Regions from separate parts of the Anser cygnoides genome. Here regions 1 and 3 are each linked to region 2. Evidence: chromatin contacts called from public Hi-C data. All regions are on one chromosome and are shown on one strand. Each heading gives the region's core, a stretch centred on a gene start, on an enhancer-like site or on the middle of the called end of the contact. The rest is flanking DNA. Distances are from core to core; before and after follow the strand shown.

Region 1 (2,700 bases), core at 90-2,589, 610 kb before region 2:
TAATTCTTTCTATTAATTTTGGTGTCACTCCACTTTCTTGTCCCATGTTGAAGTTGCTCTACAAAACATATTTATGGTATATATGGAGCTCAAGGAGACATGGTAGTTACACTTTATTGGACCTGGCAATTCAGTTCAGAATAATTAGTGCTCAAATAAACGTTCAAATTCAAAATGTTAAGTAATTAAAAATATTAATTCTGCTGCAGAAAGCAACTGATACTACAAGTTATTTAATACTATACTACATACTATTATAGTAATTTTAAAGTAATTTTAAAATAAAACTTAACAATTTTAATGTTTTACAGTTATGACATTCTGTTCAGTCAAAATTCTGTATTATGTGGATGGTTACCTACAGGCCAAAGTCAAGTTTGCTTTAGGGTTTAATAGGCTGTGTAAGTAATATGTCACTTTTTCTAATCTCAGTAGAAATGCAATAGGAGCTTTTAGTCTTACTAGTCTTTTTTTCCTTGGTACAGCTTCAGAAATACTTAAGATTTGTTCAATGTTGCTATACATCCCATGTTTTATGTAAACTCATCAATACATGTGCTGTGCTAACTGGAAAAGTTTAGGAACCCAATTCTGTAATTTCTTCTTTACTCATGCACCTCCACACAGCTGAATGGGCCTGCCACACAAAACAAGCTCAAGGATCAGTAGCCAGGTTCAAAAATGTTTTAGGTTCAGTATCTGTAATTAAAAACACTTAGATAATTTGAAAATTAATACTTGGCTAAGTTGTACCTAGAAAATTGCAAATATGTATTAACGATGCTACGCTACCTGAGCTAGTCAGATAACACGTATCTGGATTTATAAAGTGATTGTTTTTCCACCAAGATAGGAAAAATCCACACTTTTTAATACGTTCAGTTGGAAGTCTTTAGCGTTTTAAAAAAGTCACGGGACGTTCCCTGAGGGAATCATGATCTCACAAGCAGAGAGCAACCAGGCGCCACCTGTTGAATTTATCAGTGTGTGTGAATAAATACACAGTGTGACCCTGTGTGTATACTTGTGTAGGTCAGCACGACACACACATACACCTGCCCGCAAGCCCCCATTGCGCCCCAACGGCGTCCTGAAGGAGCCGCTCCCACGTAAGGGGTCGGTGCCTGTCGGAGAGCGGCGGGAGGCGCCGCGAGCACGGGTCCCGGGTCCCAGCCGCTCGCTGAGGGGCGCCCGCGAGGCCGCCGTTACCTCAGCAACGCGGCCGCGCGCGCACCAGCACTCCGGAGCCTTCCCGCCTCCCGTCGCGCGGGTGCGAGGCGGCCCTCGCGGCCGGTTCTTCGCGGCGATTGGCTCGCTGCGTCTCGGGGGCGGAGCCGGGCCGCCTCTCCCCGCCCCTCTGCCCGAGCACGTCCGGGTCAGTCGGCGGCAGTGAGGGAAGTGCGCGCGCCGCGGCCGTTACGCGCTCGCGGCCGGCTGCTGGGTGGCGGCGGCGGCGGCCTCGTCACTGGCATCATGTCGCGGGGCTCTATCGAGATCCCCCTGCGGGACACCGATGAGGCGAGTCGGGGTGGTGTGGCCTGGGGATGGGACGGGGAGGAGCTGCGGCGTGCAGGTGGTTGTCGCCTGTCCGCGGGGCCGGGGGCTGTCCGCGGGGCTCCTCCGTGAGGGAGGGCGGCCCCGGCCCCGCAAAGCCGGTGTGCCGAGCAGCTGGGCGCGGAGGAGCCGAGTCCCCGCTGGGAGCGCTACCTGCCGCTCAGCTCGTGCCTTGCCTGCCTCGGGTCTTCTCCTGGACAGACACCGGTGATCCAGACTGCACCGATTTTTCTGTTGAGGGAGTTTTCACAAAGACACAAGTGGGGCGCTTGGTCCCCTCTGCGATGTTATTTCGGGGTGGATTCACGGATTTCTTTAACTGTGCTTAAGGTAATCTGGCACAAGCCGAGGTTAGGCAGATTTGATAGAAGTAGTTGGAAATTCACAGGGTGGTGGAAAGTTTGAGGTTGAAGCACCTCGCAGCAGACATCAACTCAATAGTTTACCTGAATAAGGTGTTGAAACATGTTGTTTATGGATTGAAAAACTCTTTTTGTGAACATATACATTAACTCCTTGTCCTTTCTTTAACAAGTTTCCAGACAATTGCTAATGTGTCCTTAAGTCTCACAAAGGTATTTCTGTGGTGTATTCTCTGCAGGTTATATGGGGGATGGGGGAGGAACACTGTTCTGTGACAGAAATAGGTGTCAACATGAATAATTGATCTTGGTAGTGTTCTTCAACTTATGCTTAGAGCCACTTGAGTCCTAAGTTTTGGATTAATCACTAATGGCTGCTATGAAATATAACTTACCTACACAGTAAATAAATATGGAAGTAAAAAAATTGTGATAATACCTATTTTTCATTAATAACGATCTTAGTTTGCTGTTGGTATTGCCCGAGTTAAAAAACATTCAAACTAAAAATAACAGTAGTTGTAGAAAAAAAAATGTGTTGGCACTCTGATTTTGGGTAATCAAAACAGTAAGTCCTGATAAACTGGATGGCTCTAACCCCATTGTAGGAGTAATAGAACCTGCACTGGTATCATGGGACGAACCTGGGTGCAACAATTGCACTGTTCCCTTACTCTAAAACTAAATAGTAACATAGATGGCTAATATCAAAGGTGATAGTGTGATTGAGTAGCAGGTGAACTAACAGGCAGTCAAATTGCGTTCCTGAGCATCCTTCCTTGAG
Region 2 (2,700 bases), core at 49-2,548:
AAGGAAGGGTAATTGCTGTCATTTCGCTCCCACACTGACACCCCACCTCCTCTCCATTCCCTTTGCAACCTTTGGTTCACCGTCAGCCCTGAGAAAACAGCCTCATAGAAGCACCACACAGCTGTTACAACCTGGGCTACTTAACTCTGCTTTATATGGAAGAGACCATCTAAATGCTCCTGATTTAAGAGATCTCATCCTTCTGACTGTTTGCTTCAAAGTGCTACCAAATTATTGCAAAGTCTCCATAAAAAAAAAATGGATAAATAAGCTGACCTTTCCATAAGGTTGGAGCACCAAGCTTCTGAGGAGTACTGTACTTAAAGAAAAAGCTAGAGGAGTAAATAATTCATGCTATTAATCCTATTACAGGAATACCTAAATATCCAAATTCCACTTCATTTTGTGCTAACTGAACAAAGAGATCTACTCTTAAAATGTCACTATATAAGAAACAAAATATTATCTCTATAAAAATTCTCTCAAAAGTAGATCAAAATGCCAAACAGATAATCTGGCACAATGGAAGTGAGTAGAAGTGTAGAAAAGTAAGAATAACAGCACCTTTTTTGTACTTTGATAGTAACTACCCCAAATTTAAAAATCTATTCTCATGCCTTGTCTATTTCCCATGTTATCTTCACCTTACTTGTTTAACAATGCTTCTGCCATCAGTATTTCACCAAATCTGTTTAAGTGCAATTTGTTAAAAAGCCTCACTTAAACTCTTGTCCGTGAAGGATGTTAGCCCCTTTCAGTATGGCCTTCCATTTCAGCTACTCTTACCCTATTTTAAATAGTAAAAGGCTTATCACACATCTGTTCAGAGAAAAAAAAAAAAGTTTACTGTAGATAGCAAGCTTGTAATAGTAGATCATTACAGAAGTTTGTACTTTGACCTTGGTGACTATGCTAGCCTAGGTATTCTACAGACATCACGCACAAATCAGTGATAGCTTACAGAACAGGTTACTTGCACTAATACCATGAATGGAATAGGCACAAAAAAACTGATCGACGTCACAAAAACAGAGCTGTGAAACTGCATTCTTCTATTGCTCCTTTATCTGAAACTCTTTGTTGCCTTCCCATCTGTTCTTAACCTGTAAGTGCATGATTTCCTTTCTACCAGCAACACTGAATTTGACATACCTATATAAATAGTAATCTGAAGTTATTGTATTTTACAAATTGAACAAAGTGTGTTTTTATACCTTATCCTTTCTTGATTATTTAGCACGCTCAAAACTGGTAGCAAGTCAGAAACTAGGAAGTACAAGTGCCTTATCTGAAAAACAAGATCTTCAGACGATGAGAAGTAAAGAACCTTTAGTATTTCACTAAGACCTAGAGAAGACAGAATGCAAAGTTAACAGAAGAGCAGCTTCTCACTGTTCTGTTGGAGCTATGCCTTAAGTATGTAAGATTACATCTTAAGATTAAAAAAAATAGGGGTGGTACAGATTGCTAGATGAAGAAAAATTGTGTTCTCTGCAGTAAAATACTGAATTTCAAATTTGTAGACAACTTCGTAGAAAAACACCCCTCTGTAGAAAACATACAAGTAATAGTAAATAAGAGCTTTACTTAAATAGCTTAAATGTTTAAATCAAAAGCTAATTCTTTTAATGAAAAAAATCTATTTGTCACAAAAACATAAGATAAAGAAGGCAAGTATAACACTTTCATAATACCTTTGTTATTTTTGAACTAGTGTTAAATTGTTTTTCTAAAATAGCAAGAAAACATGGAATTACCTTTTCATACTTTAAACTCTTTTAATGTTGGTTGACCTAAATCCGACTAAGCTTAATTCAGCTCAACTTTGTTTCTCTTATTCTCCCTTTCTCAAGAATAAAGTCAAAACTCTTCTAGCTACACAGAAATGAAGACTTGACAGGTAGACCTTGAAAATAAAAAAATACAATAAAAAAGGGTTTAAGTTTAACCTAGATTAAGTTATTAAAGGACTTCAACATACCCAAGACATACACATGACATAAAATCAAGGACAATTCCTACAGTATCATAGAAGATCAGCATAAAAGTTTTTAGTGTTGACAAAATCTTTCCCTACTGACTTGACCTTCCTTTCCAATTGCAGAACTTAACATTAGTGTAAACTAAAATGTAGCCACTGAACTTCAGTTATTCAACTAAGAATCTAATTAAACCATTCCCATATCAGAAGTTATGAAAAGGTATATTCTTAATAACACCTCTTAACTGGCTGATGATGCAGACAGAATATAGCACAGAGATGTGCATACGTTATTGTGCAGAAGGCTTGTGGATAATAGAGACCTCAGTAAGGTAATCGAGCATCCTTTATCTGTTAGAACTGTACTAATTTCAATATAACAGCGTATTTCTTTCCAACCCACTCACTACATTCTAGTATACTTAAATAACAAGTTAGTCTTAACCTCCAGTAAATGCATGTAAATACATTCCTTTTCGTTTGCTCAGCAGTGAAACAACAAGGATGTTTTTGTCTTATTAATTTCCTGGTATGTTTTTTCCTCCTGATTTCTGGCACTGGATTCATGCATGTGTTCTGGAAAACTCAGCATCTGAATCAGCTTTCACTGCAAAGAAACAAGGTGAATTAAGCAGCATATGAATGTAGTTTACCCCATTAAATATCTGACTTGGTGAAAACATGATTTCCCCTTTCCTGGGAAAACATTAGCCCTGCAG
Region 3 (2,700 bases), core at 23-2,522, 790 kb before region 2:
GTAAGATTAAAAACATAAAAAGAAATTTATTTTTACACAGTGCAAAACTTACCTGGAAGAACTGCAGCTACCTGAAAGAAGTGAACCAAAACCCTGGCGGTTTCAGAAAAGTATTGACATTTTATATTAGGAATTAGAACATTTAAAATAACTCTGGAGACTTGCACTACTTTTAATATGCTAAATACAAGCATAAATTGGACAGGCAGATAGACTCCTCTATAGGTCAGATGGTGCGTGTTTAACAAGGTGTTAACTGACATCACTGGGGTGTTCTGAGTCTAGATACAAAGTATAATGCCTTTATGCATAGCAGGTGCTCATGGAAGTGTACACAGCACCTACCTTTGAAAATATGCTATTTCATAGTTGCCAGCTGAGTGTAAATTCCGTTTTCCAAAGGTACATGTGAATTGTTCATTATAAGAGCAGAGACAGGACATGAAAGTAGCTGGAACCACTAGCAAATGTATGTTCTGAACACAGTTTATAAAATAACTAGCCATAGTAATTGCTTCTGCAAAAAGTCAGAGGTTCTGAAGCATTTTCTTGTCAATTTATTATCATGCTTACAACCCATGCTAACTTCTACTTTAAAAAAAAAAAAAAAGAAAACTAATTGAAATAGTTCAATGGTCTTCTAGAACAAGTGTCCTCGGTCCTTATGGATTTGTACCTCAATGCTTACAGAAGCTTTTTCTTTGCTAAGGCATTTTAAAGTTTTCCCTTCTATGTGAATTCTCTGGTCTTCATAAAATGTGAACTCACGCTACCACATTCTCTTAACTTGGGGTGTACAGAGCTGTCTGTTTCCATGAAAAAAAAAATTGTAGAAACTCAGTTATCTTTGAGACTGCTGTTCTTTCACTGTGGTTGGTAGAAAGCCAGCAACAGCACATGAGGGAACTATCACAAGGCCTTGCGTAGCTTAGAACAGAGATGAAATCAAGCGTGGAGGCAAGTCATTTGCCAAGCTGAGAAGAGGAATCCAAGAAGCCATGGGATATCTAAGCCCAGCAGGCAGGGAGGGCACAATTATGATTAGAGACTCAGTAAGGAGCCCATACTGCCAGGAAAACGCTGGGATGGGAAGCAGCTAAGTTCGGGCAAGTTCAGGCAGGTGGTTGGGAGAAGGACTAGGGAAATAGGAGAAAGGAATCCGGACAAATGCACCAGCAGTCAACGGGTGTACTGAATGGCCAACAACAACAGGTGTCCTTTACTCATGTATCATGTGGGCAGGACAACCATGAGTCAGAATTACAGACACTTACAGTATGTAGTTTCCTGGGCAGCAAATGGCTCATCTGGGTGTAGCCTGGCAGCAGCTCATGAAGACATTCAAAGTTACTGTGGGAGAAACATTCATATGCAGCATAAGCCTTTTTTCAAGCTAAGAGAAGAAATTGTCTATTTTTTTCCACCATCATTATTTTAAAACCAATCTTATGATTTTGGATGTCTGCCTTGTTTTCAAATGTCTGGCATCAATAGTTCCATGACTCACACAATACCTGTAGACATAACTCTTCACTTTTTTATTTTTTTAAACTTTTTTCTTTTGTTTTGCACAAGTCCCACAATAGATAAATATGATTGTGTTGATACTAGGTTGATACTAGCATAAGACTCAAAACAGCTGGTCTTCTTTGCAACTCGTATTTTGTAGAGTCACCGAATTTCTTTTTACTTCCCTTTCTTTCACACCAGCTGTGTGAGGCAAAACAATTTCTGAAGACCCTGAAGTTTATGAATGGAGAATTTCTTCATTGACCAAGTTGGAACACAGAACTACCTGATGCCTGACATGCTTTGGGAGAGTTACCTTTACCCTGTTTGTCATCTTACACTAAGGACCTTTTCTCCAATTGCTTCATTCCCAGTGCTTCCCTCCACTGGAAAGATACTTTTGTATTTAAATGCCTTAGGATTCGACTCCATATGTTGTAACCTGAACTCATCTTAAACATTTCTAAACTGTTCAGCTCCAGGGCCTAGAATCTCTCACAATGGCGACAAATTATTTAACATGCTACAGTCTTCATTCTTGCTGAGTCATGCTTGTTTGGACCTTCAGTTATTTGTCTTGGGCTCTTTACTAAGTAGATTTATTTTCCAGTTGCTTTTTATGTTATACTGGCACCCAAACCGTGTCTCTACAGAGGGACGAGCATCGTTGAAAATACTCCTGATAGGGATGCACTGGCAGCAAACTTAACTCATCAAGCGGCATCTTTGTACCGGCCTCGCGACGTTCTGCTGCCGAAGCGGAGCTTTGTGTGTGAAAGTGCTTTTGAAGGAAGTGGTTTGAGGGAAGTGCTCGGGAAACCGGCCCTCACGGGGCGCCCGGCGCCGGCCGGCCCGCGGCGGAGGCGAGGCGAGGCGGGCCGGGCTGAGGCGGCCCGCCCCGGGGAGCTCCCTCCCCCGGCCGCGCGGAGCCATGTGACAACGCGACGGCTGTCCCGAAGCCTCCGAAGGGAAGCGGCCAGCCGCGACGCGGGACAGCGGCTCCCTCTGAGGCGGCGGCCCGGGGCAGGCCCCACCCTGGCCCCTCCCGTGACCGCAGGTGCAGTCCGAAGCCGCGGCCGCCTTCCCGCCTGGCGAGCGGCTCCTCACAGAGGTATGAACGCGGCGCGCACCCCCGCCCCGGGCGACCGTTAACGGCTCCCCAGGGTGCGCGGCAGCCAGGGCTCCTCGCGC

Evidence for each region. A called contact is a pair of places that touch in the nucleus more often than the background predicts.
Region 1: a Hi-C map of liver shows a contact between it and region 2, with 2.2 times the contacts expected there. The contact joins the promoter of IRAG1 here to the enhancer-like site in region 2. A contact is called at or near these places in 2 of 7 Hi-C or Micro-C datasets (granulosa cells and liver).
Region 3: a Hi-C map of liver shows a contact between it and region 2, with 2.4 times the contacts expected there. The contact joins the promoter of AMPD3 here to the enhancer-like site in region 2. A contact is called at or near these places in 2 of 7 Hi-C or Micro-C datasets (granulosa cells and liver).

Annotation. Positions count from the first base shown.
Region 1 is chr5:2,430,151-2,432,850 of Taihu_goose_T2T_genome, reverse strand. IRAG1 (inositol 1,4,5-triphosphate receptor associated 1) reads right to left here and starts at 1,339. Exons shown (of 25, transcript XM_066997317.1): 1 at 1,210-1,339. CTR9 (CTR9 homolog, Paf1/RNA polymerase II complex component) reads left to right here and starts at 1,342. Exons shown (of 25, transcript XM_013189015.3): 1 at 1,342-1,518. The coding sequence starts at 1,474.
Region 2 is chr5:1,821,424-1,824,123 of Taihu_goose_T2T_genome, reverse strand. No RefSeq gene overlaps it. Among named protein-coding and RNA genes, the nearest start is that of USP47, 13 kb to the right of the region's middle. Within about 2 kb of position 1,298, at least 2 of the 3 cell types and tissues checked have open chromatin away from gene starts, as enhancers often do. A contact at or near this core is called in liver, where this site is marked.
Region 3 is chr5:2,607,284-2,609,983 of Taihu_goose_T2T_genome, reverse strand. It overlaps AMPD3 (adenosine monophosphate deaminase 3), which reads left to right and starts at 1,272. Exons shown (of 16, transcript XM_048070162.2): 1 at 1,272-1,352; 2 at 2,221-2,620. The coding sequence starts at 1,299. It overlaps SBF2 (SET binding factor 2), which reads right to left and starts at 1,352. Exons shown (of 41, transcript XM_048070143.2): 1 at 1,275-1,352.